Regions from separate parts of the Mus musculus genome. Here all the other regions are linked to region 2. A link is a contact called in public Hi-C and HiChIP or PLAC-seq data. All regions are on one chromosome and are shown on one strand. Each heading gives the region's core, a stretch centred on a gene start, on an enhancer-like site or on the middle of the called end of the contact. The rest is flanking DNA. Distances are from core to core; before and after follow the strand shown.

Region 1 (3,041 bases), core at 63-2,562, 680 kb before region 2:
CAGCAGTGTTTTTTTTTTTTAACCTGTTTTTTTCCTCCATGTCTTGAATATTTGCAAACGAGTGTCCTGACATAGCAAGTGTTTTATGTGCACTACCTACCTGTTGCGTATTGACTTCTGCCTTCCACGGCATTTCTACTTATGTGCACTACCTACCTGTTGCGTATTGACTTCTGCCTTCCACGGCGTTTCTACTTATGTGCACTACCTACCTGTTGCGTATTGACTTATGCCTTCCACGGTGTTTCTACTCATATGTGAAACGTCCTGAGTTCCGTCAGCTCCGGGAAGCTTGCATGGCCATGGCAAGCATCTTTATAGAAGAGCCCTGTGGTCCCTGCAGAAGCAGGAAGAGATGTGCACTCTCTGCCTTCCCCTTTGCCCTCAGAAATGAGGTGCAAAGCAGCTGGGTAATTGTGGCTTCACATAGGCAATTAAAAACCTTCTAGAATCCGAAGGAATTCTTTGGTGAATTTTGGCTAATTATTGTGCCAAAACTGTTAGGAAACTGTTTTTCTTTATTTTTCTTTATTGGATATTTTCTTTGTTTACATTTCAAATGTTATCCCCTTTCCTAGTTTCCCCTCCAGAAACTCCCTATCGCTTCCCCCCTCTCCCTGCTCACCAACCCACCCACTCCCACTCAATGTTTTTCTTTTAATGTTTAAAGCATTTTCAAGAAGAATTTTTTGTTTTTGTTTTTGTTTTTGTTTAGCTTTTGATTTAGTTTTTCAGTTATTTTTTATTTTTATGAATAAGCATAACTTGTCAATGGAGATAATGATTCTCTAAGGGGGTATGACTTTTATTAGGCTGGACTATAAGTTATTACAAATAAATCTATTCCTGCAAACCATTGTGCTTATATTCCCTATAGTTTCTTCCAGCCCCAAGTAGTTTACCTTGTTCTTGTAGTCACTAGCCATCCAGTCAGTGTGGTTCTTGTTAGAATCCCATAAATCTCAAATATAATTAATTGCATATCCCTTCAAGCTAGCAGCGAAAGGAGCCCCGTTGGCCAGGATTTTGATGTTTCGCCATATTCTAAAACTAACATGATGGTGTACGGCATTGCTGAAAACCTTAATTTAGAGAGTGCCTGGAAATTGCTGAAAATACTGAACTGCAGCTCGTGAACCTAAACAGCCTCTCTCTCTCTCTCTCTCTCTCTCTCTCTCTCTCTCTCTCTCTCTCTCTCTCTCTCTCTCTCTCTCTCTCTCATACCCTAGGTCAGAGCAGTCTGTGTCCTTAGAGCTTCACTCCTAATCTGATTCTGTAACTCAAGTGTGCTGTATCGCTTTGTTTAGCTGAGCACTGCTGCTTGTAACGTGTCTTTAAATCCGAAGTGTGCGGCCGTTGGATCATGTGCTCCTAAGAGGTGCATTCCACCACACCCCGTTTATTTTATTTGACTTTTATCTAGCCCTTGCTGACCGTATTCTGGATTTCGTTTGACACATTTTGCATAAGGGTTCTATTTGGTCTGTGATGTTGTGCACAATGAGCTGTTTGTCCCTCCCTCGATGACATCCAGTTGCTTAAAGCCGATAATGAGATGTCAGGTGAATGGCCCTGATTGGCGTTGATATATGGACTTGTTGAAATATTACAGGGTCTCCTGATGGGGTACAGAGGAGAGTGGCTGTTCTGTGGTTGGGATCTCCAAAGCAATGGAACTGTAATCACATAAACAGAACCTCTTGTGCAGGGCTGAGGTGTCACCATGAATTTTCTGGTTAATCCATCCGTTCATCTCAATGGTCCTGAGCTTGAGCTTCATGTCACTTTCTGCCTTTGTTCTGCACTTTGATCTTTTAAAATGTCTGTCAGAAGAAAAGTGTTTATATTGAATTATGTGTGGAAAGGGGTAGGGTGAATACTTCAGAAGCTCGGCATGAAATTTCCTAAATAAACCTTGCCCACTGCTCCACAGCAATAATCCAGGCATGGGTTTCAACCCAGTGATATGTAGGCATGGGAGTGATTTTCCCTCCACACGCTCTAATGTGGGTGTCTGAGCATAGGGGGCGTGTAGTGTGTTCTGTTTAGTTTTTCTTATAGAATATATCTATTATGCTTGCTCGCTTCCAAAGTTAATATTTGTAGGAAGAACATTAAGTAAGTTTAAAAATCTATTTTTCTTTAAAAATCTGATTAATGGAGTTAACTAAATAAATGCTTGTGATGAAGTACGTGTGTGTGTGTGTATGTGTGTGTGTGTGTGTGTGTGTGTGTGAGTGTGTGTGTGAGTGTTTGTGTGCATGATTTCTCCCGTTGATTCTAATTTTATACTATAAGCTAGTAAATCTATTTTTGGTATTTTTGCATACCTATTATAATCTGTATATTGGAACAAATTACGATTCAGCAACAAACAATAGAAACTAATCATACTGAATGTTTATACAGACATAGCAGCAGAAAATAGATGTATTATTAATTGCTATGTTCTGTCACAGTTATCTCTTCTCTCATTTTCTCATATCTTTTTAAAACAATTATGGTATCAAATGGTTTTCTTTGTCCCATGAGGTATATGAAAGGGTTTAAGAACTCAGAGTCAGTTTGCACTCACAGGATGTTTGAACTCTATTCCCTATTCCATCTTGAATTACCTTGTACTAGCGAAAACAGAATTCACCTCAGTTTTGACATTAGCTGTAAGCCTCCCCTCATTGTGCAGACTCAAGTAAATGTTCTCTCTCTTGCTCCATCTGAGGTTCTGGGCAGGAGAGCAGGTTCTTTGCAGGCCTGGGGTGGCCCCTTTGACTTGAATGTTTGCCATAGCCAGCAGTCACCCCAATTATTGAATAATTGTTGAATAATTGTTTTCTCTCTACAAGCCGGTTGTTCGTGGAATCTGAATGAGCTCAGGCAGACCAGTGAGTTAAGTCACACTCAACAAATTCTAATTTGGCCTCCGAGGCAGTCTGCAAGTGAGGTCTTTTTAAAGTTTCATGTGTGAGCCCAGTATCACAAGTGGGAAGAGTTGAAAGACACCCCGTGAGCCCGAGGAGCTAAACAGTGATTCCCACTGTGGG
Region 2 (3,241 bases), core at 541-3,040:
AAAATAAAACATTCTTCGTCAAAAAGTGGGGTGGGGGGACACAAACGAGTGTTCAGACTTCTATCAGAATGCAGAGGTGTGGGGGGTCTGCTGCTGCCCCTCTGGGAATCTCTGTCCACGGGCCTGTCTCGCTTTCTCTTTTAAAAGTGTGCCCCACGCCCTGATTCTTGTGAATTTGGTCTCTGCTCTTCTAATTTCCATGAAAATCTTTGTCATATAGATTTATTTTTAGTTATCCAGCTCCAGAGTCTCTAGACTGTCCATTTTCTCCTTCTCTGGAAACAATGACATCTGCAAAAACCCAGAGGGGAAAGTCGGTTATTGAGGATGTCTCTGTGGCTGTTTTCTATGACCGCTAAGCCCTGTTATCACTACCAGCGAGAATTTTCGCTGAACAACCTGGAAGGATTTCAGCCCAAGGGCAAGAGGAAGTGGGTGGGCGGAAAGGAGGGGGTGGAATTTGGAAACAGTTGTTTTAAGAAGGGAATTTTAAAGAAGAAAGAAAGGGGTTTGGGGGATGGCGTTTTGGGCACAAGGCCCCTATGCTTGACTTTCTCAATCTTCTGTCATGCACACCCCCGCACGCGCACACACACATACACCTCTCCTGGGCACACTGGTTCTCCCCGACCCTAGGACCTGTTTCCCCTGTGGGGACTGAACTGCTTGCCAGGGATGCGGGTGGAATGAGGTGGCGGTGCCTGGCTAGGTGGAGGGCAGCGAGGAGAGTGGAGGGGGATGGGGGGGGGATACCCAGCACGGTGGCGAGGTGAACAGGGGACCCGCGGCCTGGCCCGATCGATCCCTGGAGCCGGTCCTTACCTAGGTCTCCGGCCTGCAGAGGGGGTGGGGAGCTCCGCTGCTAGTGGGACGCGGACATGGACCAGGCCCCCTCCATCCTCCAGACGGAGAAGGCGTAGCTGAGCCGCTCGTGGGCCACATAGCTGCAGCTTGCCATCTTGGAGTCCAGCTCGTCGCTCTGCAGGACCTGGTACAGGAAGTCGATGTACCTGGCCGCCAGTTTGAGGGTCTGAATCTTGCTCAGCTTGTCCGAGGGCAGCGTGGGGATGATCTTGCGCAGGGCGGCGAACGCCTCGTTCAGCGACTGCGTGCGCTGGCGCTCCCGCACGTTAGCCATGACCCGCTGGGTCTGCAGCTCCTCGTACGACTGCGGGCTCCCGCCCCCGCTGCTGCTGCCGCCGCCGCCGCCACCACCTCCGCCCGCGCCGCCGCCGCCGCCTCCGCCCGCAGATTTCTTGCCGCGCTTGCCCTGGGCCGGGCTGCCTGGCTCGTCGCCGCCTCCGATGCCCCCGCCCGTGGCCCCGCCGGGCCCCGCGCTGCCGCCCGCGCTGCGCCGACTGCTGCGTCTCTTGCGAGCCCCGCGCTTGCCGCTCGCCGGCTGCTGCCGGTCCGGCTCCTCCTCGCTGTTGCTCAGGCTGTCGTCGGCCGGAGAGACTGGCGAGCTGGACACGTCCTGCATCATCTCGCGGGCGGCGACGTGCGGCCTCGCGGAGCCGGGACGGGGGAGGGTAGAGCAGAGGAGCGGGGCGCCCTAGCCCGCCAGCTTCCCCGCGCTCGGCGCCGGCCCGGGCGGTGCGGCCCGGAGGACGCAGGGAGGCGGGATGGGGGTGGGGGGACCTCCGCGGGGAGGGCGCTGGAGGCGGGGAGGGAGGCGGGCGGGGGAGGGGACGGTGTGGAGGGCCCCGAGGTCCAAAAAGAAGGCGCCCGACGGCCGCAAGCGCGCCCCGTTCCGGCCTGGCGCAGCCGGTGCCGGTGCTGGCGAGCCCGCGAGGTGTCTGAGAGTTGGGCGCGGGCTGTGGACTTGGCGGCTCTTATACCTCCGTGCGGGCGGAAAGTTTGGGGGCAGCGGTGTCATTGGCCTGACGTGGGGAGGAGGGACTTTTCGAAGTTTTATAGGAAAGTTTCCTCTTTCCAGCCCCCCTCCCTCGCCCCCTCCCCCCTTGCTCGGGGTCTAACAATTCGTCCTGCGAACCATTCAAAACCGACCTGGCCCGAGCGGCCAGCCCCTGCGCCCGCCTCTCCCCTCCCTCTCCCCCCCCCAGCTCTCCCCCTCCGCTTCGGGGAGGACGCGGGGCGATTTCCTTCCGCGCCAGAGCGCGCCCAGCGCCCCCGCACCCGAGCACAGCACCGCAAACAGGGGACTGTCTGGGTCGCTGTTGCAGTCTCCCCCTCCCCAAGTGGCTGTGACAGCAGTAGTGGCAAGCGGCTTCGACGCTCTGGGTGATGTCCCATCCCGCCTGGGATCCCTCGGAGTTCTCCGGGCCCTTTGGGGGTGGCTCGGGCCCGGGCTGCGAGGCAAGAAAAGTTTCAACAACCGAGTCCATCTAACGGTCAGGTAGAGGAAACCTCTAGTCGGAAACCTCTAGTCCCAAGGGATTCCCCGCGGCTGCCTGGCCCTGTGGTCGAGGGCGGTTCTCAAGACGTGGCCACATCGTGGGCGCTATGGATCTGCGCCCTGGCCTGCCGTGTCACCCCTCCCGGAGAAACGTCTGGGCTCTCCTTTCCTGCTACGGTGACCCAATCTAAAGTTTCCCTGCTCTCAGAGGACTGTGCTTCCAAAGGTGCTGGACCTAGGCTGGAGTTCATTCTTTTACAGAGAAAAGCCTTGTTCTTTTGAAGGGAGCAAAGCTAGGGAAAGATAGAGCAGCCTTGGTGCTCCACGCTGCCAGCCCTAGGTGGAGGAGAACCTTGAGAACATTTCATGTCCGCTAACTCCAAATTAAGCCCTGCATGCTAACCTTGGGTAGTCCATACATTTAAGGTGGGGGATCAATATTCTCGTCTTCCTAGGAGATCTTGTGAGTAGTTATGCTCCCGGTGCCTCAAATGCACTCAGCCATGTTGGTTGATTGCAAGCGGTTTTTTTTGTTTTTTTTTTTTTGTTTTGTTTTTTTTTTTTTTTTTTTTTTTACCAAATACCTTGAAACCCCAAAAAGGATTCTGGAAAAGTGGAAGCAGAGAGGTTAATGAGCAAGAAGGAGAGTGGCTATGGAAGCCAGTGATTGCAGGGCTCTTTACATTTTTTAAATATGTTTTATTTATTTATTTCTGTTTTTTAAGTAGGATGGGGATTTAGGGAGCCGGTACAAGGTGATCTCTTACTCAGAAAGGCAATTCTGGGTCCGGAGGAAGTAGCCAGAGTTTCAGGGGCAGAGTTTGCGGGCGTGGAGGTGAGCGTCTCGAACTCCTGCCCTGTTCCCAAGCTGAGGACCTTGCTAAA
Region 3 (3,007 bases), core at 354-2,853, 640 kb before region 2:
CACTCTTTTACTCTAGACCCCCTCTCTGTCTGTCTGTTTGAGGCTCATTAAATTTCCTAATCTTCAGCTTTAACAAAGAATTACTGATTTTTTATTCTTTTTGTAAAAAAAAAAAACCTATTTGAATTCAATTTGGATTTTGTTTTTTTGCTCTGAAGAATCATTTCTTCTCTGCCAAAGAAAAGTTATAACTTGAGCATCCCTGTAATAGGAATCGGTTGTTCACCAGGGCCAGATCACATTGCACATTAAAACTTCTCTCTAGTGACACTGTAGAGATGTTATAGGTAACAAGTGTGAAGCAGATTTTGGGAAATGAAGCCAAAGTGTCTAAATGACCGTTAGGATCAGGATATTGGTCAGTTTGTGAGGGAAACTCTCCAACAAACAAACAACAAAGCTTCTATCCCCTCATAGTGAATAGTTACCTGATGCATCGCATGTCCTTAGGATCCTCGAAAGTTGTCAAAGCATTTATGAACTCAGTGCTTAAGCGCTGGGATGTGCCTGCCGCTAGTGTAGTAGTAAGCCTGCCAAAGCATTCTGCAACTCAATGCAGACTGTGTTCCTGAGACCTAAGAAAGAGGCAGCTGCTATCCCAGTTGTTAAGGGGAATCCAGGTGAACTTCCTTCTGCCAATATTTCTAGGTTCTGTCTAGGTAAGATTGAGATCCTTTAAGAGTGGAATATTAAAGAAAAGTCAAAGAAAAGTAAATGATTTACAGCCTGACAGAGTGGGTTTGAGTTCTGGCCCTACTCAGTTGTTGCTGAACAAATCACTTAACCTTATAGTTTTATATTCTTTTTGTCTGACTGGGGAGATTAAAGGAGATGGTGTAGGTAGAAGCAATAAAATTGTGCTCAGTACAATATTGGCACTCAATGTGCCAATATTATAATAATCATTATTATTTCACAAATATGATGCTAAATGCATTATATTAAATCAGTAAATATTGAAGACCCAGCCTTATTGTTTTTTCATGGGATTATCAGGCCCATCATTTGTGTTCCTTTATGTATAATCTATAGTTAATGAGTAGAGTTATGGTCAATAAGATAGGAGTGAATGAATAGTTGGACATTCTTTGCCATACCCAAAGCAGTTATCATACAATAATATTCCTACTACCCTTCTGGCATAACTCTGTTAATTCTCTCCTGGGAGACTAGTTCATGTAAAGGAAGCACTGGGAAAAGAAAATATTTCCACCTAGTACTGTAAGTTCAGAAGAAAAAAAAAACTGACTTCTTAACATGGCAGTAACTCCTCATATGACTAGCTGGGTTGGTCATGAGCCCTCACAGTAATGGGCTATTTATGAAACTTACTGCCCTGAGGTCATCCTATTGGAATGGCCTTAGTAGACATTACCATTGTTACAAAAAAAAATAATTAGGGGGCCCTTACTTACTTGCACTGGTTTCTTTGCATTGCTGAGTTTTTATGGGTCTCACCTCTGGAATTATGGATATATACATATGATCCTAATAAAGGTGTAATTTCTAATTCAAGCTCTTGCTAAAAGGAAGTCAGTGCAGCTACAGATCACAGCTCTGAGAGAGGGACGGGCTGAAGCCAAAGGAAGAGCACCTGCTGCACAGGAAATGTTTCAGGTAGCAGCTTTGTGGAGATAATCATATCCATTTTTAGACTTCCACATTTTCATTAACTTCACGTCCTCCATAAGGACATAATCTTCAGCAACATTATCAGCTTTTACTTCCTACCGATTTCTAAAGTATCAGTGCTGGAACACCACGAGATTGCAAAAGAAAGAATTCAAGAAAAAAACTGTAAAGTTCTGCTGTGTCTTGAAAGCAAGCGAATTATGGCACAGGGCTGGAACTTTACCTACTTGTTAATTGGCAGGTTAAACTTTATGAGTTTCTGGTACCCTGGTGATACATGACTATTAAAATTTGCAGGTGGTTCAAGGGCAGAGAGATATAAGTTCCTATACTAGTAATATATCATAAAAGCGTATATTTCGTGTGCCTGTTGTGAAAATCGAGACTTTAATACTCTTGGACAATATAAGGTGATGAGGGAATCTTTATGGATCTCAAGTACGGGTCTCTTTTTCATAGAAATTGGGAACGTATAATATTTATAGACAGAAGCATAAAAAAATAATTGGCCCAGTGTTACCTCTTTGAGACTAGTGTTTAGTGACCATCTGCATACACCTCTCGACTCGCACAAACTGCCTTATATAAACAGTGCTTCTGCCACATAAAATGCTGTAAATCTGACATTTTTATGCTTTCTTCAGAAGACAGAATTTGCTTAATTACACTTATGTCGTATTTAAGTGTTAGCACATTTCCTTTTTGGAGTTTATCTTTTCATCAGGAAATGGAAATGCATACTGTGGCTAGTGGTGTGTACCACATAAGTAACTCAGTTTAGTGGGAAAAAAGTGATATGATTGCAGCTCATTAGAAGCTGTATTTTCCTATGTTTTACAAGTGGTTTTCAGAGAAAAAAACTCTCTCTTAGATGTTGACTGAGTTAGCCATCCCGCCTCCTGAGAATGCACCCTTTGTAATTAGGGTTATAGCCAATTTTAATGTAGAGAGACATTAAAATCAATTAGTTTTAATTAAGAGTAGGAAAATGAATAATAGTTTTTTCTTTATAACTTTAAATTCATCATTCCTTTTAGCTTTTTCCTTTATGGGAGAAAGCCTCTATTCCCTTCTCTTAGTGTTAAGAAAGCTTAAAATAGGACCATTGAACACATTACAATTTCGCTTATTCTCTTGTTAACCATATGATGTTTTAGTTTGAAGGTAATATATCCATTTTTACATGTTGGTGAGAAAGTAAACAATCTTCAAATTCATTGTTTAAATTTTTTAATTGGTTTTCTATAATGGGAATGAGGAAGCATCCGGGATATAGGAGCTTGGGAGCCAGGATTCAGAGATGGAAGGATGGCAGCTTGCCCTGTGGAAGCTGAGGCCCTAGCCAGTGAGGTTGACCACTGCAAGCAAGAAGGAG
Region 4 (3,102 bases), core at 470-2,969, 560 kb after region 2:
AGCAAAATATATATGTATATTAAACACTGGCTGTTCTGAACATTAGATGTGCTAAATTTGTGTTTTAAATTTAATGGTAGGCTGGTGAGATGGCTTAGTGGGTAAGAGCACCCGACTGCTCTTCTGAAGGTCCGGAGTTCAAATCCCAGCAACCACATGGTGGCTCACAACCATCTGTAACAAGATCTGACTCCCTCTTCTGGAGTGTCTCAAGACAGCTACAGTGTACTTACATATAATAAATAAATAAATACATCTTTTTAAAAAAATGTAATGGTTAGCAGTTAAGAGCAAGGATCTGATTCAGGTCCCAGCACTCATATTGTGCCTCAGACCATGGGCAGCTCTAGTTCAGGGGATGTGACACTTATCTTCTAACCGCTTCAGGGACCAGGCACACAGGCATGCAGGCACGCCCATGATACACAGCCAGATATGCAGGCAAAACACCTATACACGTTTAAATGAATACATTTTAAAAAATACAATAAAATATTTCAAAATATTTTTCTCATCCCCTAAGTGGTTATACTGTTTTTCGGGTTTTGTTGTTGTTGTTGTTGTTATTGTTGTTTGGTTTGGTTTTTTGTTTGTTTTGTTTTTCTGCGTTGGAATGGTATTTCTGCTTCCTTTCCAGAGAAGTAAATGAACATTTTGTAATTTTGGAGACTTATCATGAAGGCCGGCAGGCTCAATTCACCCTGGGAGGATGCAATCTTGTCATCATCTCAAATGTAACGTCTTACCATGCACCAATAACAATTATGGAATAACCCAAACTTTGAAGGAGTCTAATCTATAAAAATGCCAGGAAAAAACCCTAGCTCCCCAGGAGGATCCTGGCAGCTCACACTAACCATTGTTTATCTCCCTTAATAAATCAGAGACTCCTTAGAATTGAATTGAAAAGATCTATTGCTTGCCTGGCCAAGGCTGATATAGCTATAATTTATGTGAACCCCCCTCCCGCCCCCCGTCCCCGGTGTTCGCTCTGTCCCCATTAGATCTGTACTATTATCTCCATTTTCCCATGGAAGAGACAGACATTCAGCCTTGCTTCAAGCACTCATAACTATAAGGGGTGGACCTGGAGCTAGGCAGTCCCCAGACTCTGCCACTCGCAGACTCTGCCAGCCTCCCTACCATTCCTTGCGGCACCAAGAGGACATTTATCACGTTTGACTCAGAGCTGGGGATATGCGTGGAGGGTGAGGGGCTCATAGAGCCTTCGAACTCCGGCAGGGCTCCTCCACTCGTGGGGAAGCAGGGAATGGAGCGAGTGAAGAGGGCTGGCTATAGGGAGGGAAGCGGCGTGCTGGTGACCCTTTGATGGGGGAGAGAGAGTCAGAAAGCCAATGGAGACAAGACCCTTACTTGGTCGGGCAAAGAGGAGGAAGCTAGTAAGTTGATTCAGCAATTCCATGATCCGATGTCTTTCTAAATACAGCTTGGCCTGAAGCTCCCGGTCAGCCACAGGCTCCATGTTTCCTAGCTGAGCCGTTGCTAGGCGACCAGGCAGCCTCCAGGGGGCCCAACTCCGCCCCTTTCGTGCTCATTCACGTGAAACACCTCACCTTCCCCAGCCCCACTCCTCTTCCCTCCCAGGTACCAGGACAACCCCCTTCCACACCCCTGAGGAAGAAGCAGGGGTGTGGCGGGCAGTCTGTGACACCAGCTTGTGATGCAGTTGCCAACACAGAGGCTGAGCTTGTTTGGTCCGGGTTCCTGCTTCCTGTACTTGTTTGTTCCAGAATGAGGTTTTAATGATGGGAACCTAGGATTTATCAATGAGAAAAGAACGTTAGCAGTTCTAAGAATCCTAAATAGCATTTTCTGGGTGAGCAGCCCTCAGGGTTGCCCTGGCAGGAGGTCTCAGGTATGGATATTGAGCTTGGGTGTTTTCTGCTGAACTACACTCGGTAATGATTCTCCACTTTCAACTCTTTTAACACATTTCCTGTGCAACCCTGTATAAAATAGATATATAATTTAAAGAAAGTTCTTTGAAGTCAGGTGCAATGATGCATGCCTGTCTATAGTACCAGCACTTGGGGGTGGAAGATTAAGGGTTCAATGGCATCCTTGGCTACAAACAGAAGTGAAGAACATCCTGGGATATATAGCCCTGTCTCAGAAAACCAAAACAAACTAAATCAAAGCAAAACGTTTTGCTTTGTAAACATCATTAACAATAAAAGCAAATTTGTGTACCAATGTGCACGTAGGTGCTTGCTTATTTTAAGGAATTAAACGCCAGCTGAATACTTGATACTGCAAAGCACAGAGCATCTTCAACGTTTTTTCAAAGTTGGCTGGTATTTTGAGTTTATAATTGTCAAGGCCAAAAACGCTACATAACAGAAATACATAATACAAATTGGCTGATGTATATTTAGGGACAGGCCAGTAATTCTTGGAAATTATCTTTTCCCCAAGTCAAAAACATACTTTAATGATTTTATTTTATTCTTCTTATGCCATTCACGGCAACAAACCAAACATCTGCGACTAGGTCATAGCTCAATGGTATAGCACTTGACTAGAATATCCAGACTGGAGGTTAGATCTCCCGCTTTGCCATAACAATACTCCCAAAATCTAAATGAACAAGAAAAAAAAGACCCTATTTAAAATGGCCAGAGGGGCATAGATGAGTTCAGTGTGAGGGAGGCTCTAGATTTAATCCCGGCAACCTCAAACAAAACATTAACTCATAAATTATAGCAGGATATAAATATGAACACCTGTAATCCCAGGATGAGGAGGGAGGGCAGAGGCAGTTCAGTAAAATAAATTAATGAACAAATTAATCCTTTGAATACAGTCTAATACACAGATTTCATGCATGCTGATGAATGACAGTGGGAAAATATTAAAAGTATTTGTTTTCTGTAATTAAGCCATTATATGTCTATACAAGAAAAATTTGCATATACAGCAAAAACAGTGCAGTTCGTTACATGCAATAGGCTCAAGGCTGGGCTTAGACAGTAAGTGTCTTTAAGACTACCTGGTGGCCCTCTTCACCTGACATTTCCTTAGGCCCAACCAGGCTATTGCGCCCCTTCCTGCCCTCCTTTCCTGTCTTTCCTTAGAACTACC

The links. A called contact is a pair of places that touch in the nucleus more often than the background predicts. HiChIP or PLAC-seq counts read pairs in DNA pulled down with a chosen protein or histone mark.
Region 1: a contact with region 2 is called in an H3K4me3 HiChIP or PLAC-seq map of embryonic limb bud, with 5 times the contacts expected there. The contact joins the enhancer-like site here to the promoter of Twist1 in region 2. A contact is called at or near these places in 7 of 39 promoter capture datasets (cranial neural crest, frontonasal cranial neural crest, hippocampal neurons and 4 more), 3 of 484 Hi-C or Micro-C datasets (embryonic limb bud, myocytes and ventricular fibroblasts), 9 of 115 datasets of contacts at active chromatin or transcription factors (craniofacial prominence, embryonic basal ganglia, embryonic forebrain and 6 more) and 1 of 9 other capture datasets (embryonic stem cells).
Region 3: a contact with region 2 is called in an H3K4me3 HiChIP or PLAC-seq map of embryonic limb bud, with 4 times the contacts expected there. The contact joins the enhancer-like site here to the promoter of Twist1 in region 2. A contact is called at or near these places in 1 of 39 promoter capture datasets (liver) and 4 of 115 datasets of contacts at active chromatin or transcription factors (embryonic forebrain, embryonic limb bud, forebrain and 1 more).
Region 4: a Hi-C map of embryonic stem cells shows a contact between it and region 2, with 5 times the contacts expected there. The contact joins the promoter of Efcab10 here to the promoter of Twist1 in region 2. A contact is called at or near these places in 8 of 39 promoter capture datasets (the 3T3-L1 cell line, 3T3-L1-derived adipocytes, cranial neural crest and 4 more), 11 of 484 Hi-C or Micro-C datasets (B cells, LSK cells, embryonic fibroblasts and 2 more), 8 of 115 datasets of contacts at active chromatin or transcription factors (astrocytes, craniofacial prominence, embryonic limb bud and 4 more) and 2 of 9 other capture datasets (embryonic stem cells and liver).

What each region holds. Positions count from the first base shown.
Region 1 is chr12:34,635,907-34,638,947 of GRCm38.p6, reverse strand. The region is part of intron 3 of Hdac9 (histone deacetylase 9); the gene reads left to right. Among named protein-coding and RNA genes, the nearest start is that of Gm46347, 150 kb to the left of the region's middle. Within about 2 kb of position 1,312, at least 6 of the 459 cell types and tissues checked have an H3K27ac peak or open chromatin away from gene starts, as enhancers often do. A contact at or near this core is called in embryonic limb bud, where this site is marked.
Region 2 is chr12:33,956,220-33,959,460 of GRCm38.p6, reverse strand. Twist1 (twist basic helix-loop-helix transcription factor 1) reads right to left here and starts at 1,790. Exons shown (of 2, transcript NM_011658.2): 1 at 823-1,790; 2 at 1-291. The coding sequence starts at 1,483. The coding sequence ends at 863.
Region 3 is chr12:34,593,522-34,596,528 of GRCm38.p6, reverse strand. The region is part of intron 3 of Hdac9 (histone deacetylase 9); the gene reads left to right. Among named protein-coding and RNA genes, the nearest start is that of Gm46347, 190 kb to the left of the region's middle. Within about 2 kb of position 1,603, at least 7 of the 459 cell types and tissues checked have an H3K27ac peak or open chromatin away from gene starts, as enhancers often do. A contact at or near this core is called in embryonic limb bud, where this site is marked.
Region 4 is chr12:33,393,471-33,396,572 of GRCm38.p6, reverse strand. Efcab10 (EF-hand calcium binding domain 10) reads right to left here and starts at 1,719. Exons shown (of 4, transcript NM_029152.1): 1 at 1,375-1,719. The coding sequence starts at 1,483. It overlaps Atxn7l1os2 (ataxin 7-like 1, opposite strand 2), which reads left to right and starts at 1,813. Exons shown (of 4, transcript NR_131031.1): 1 at 1,813-1,876.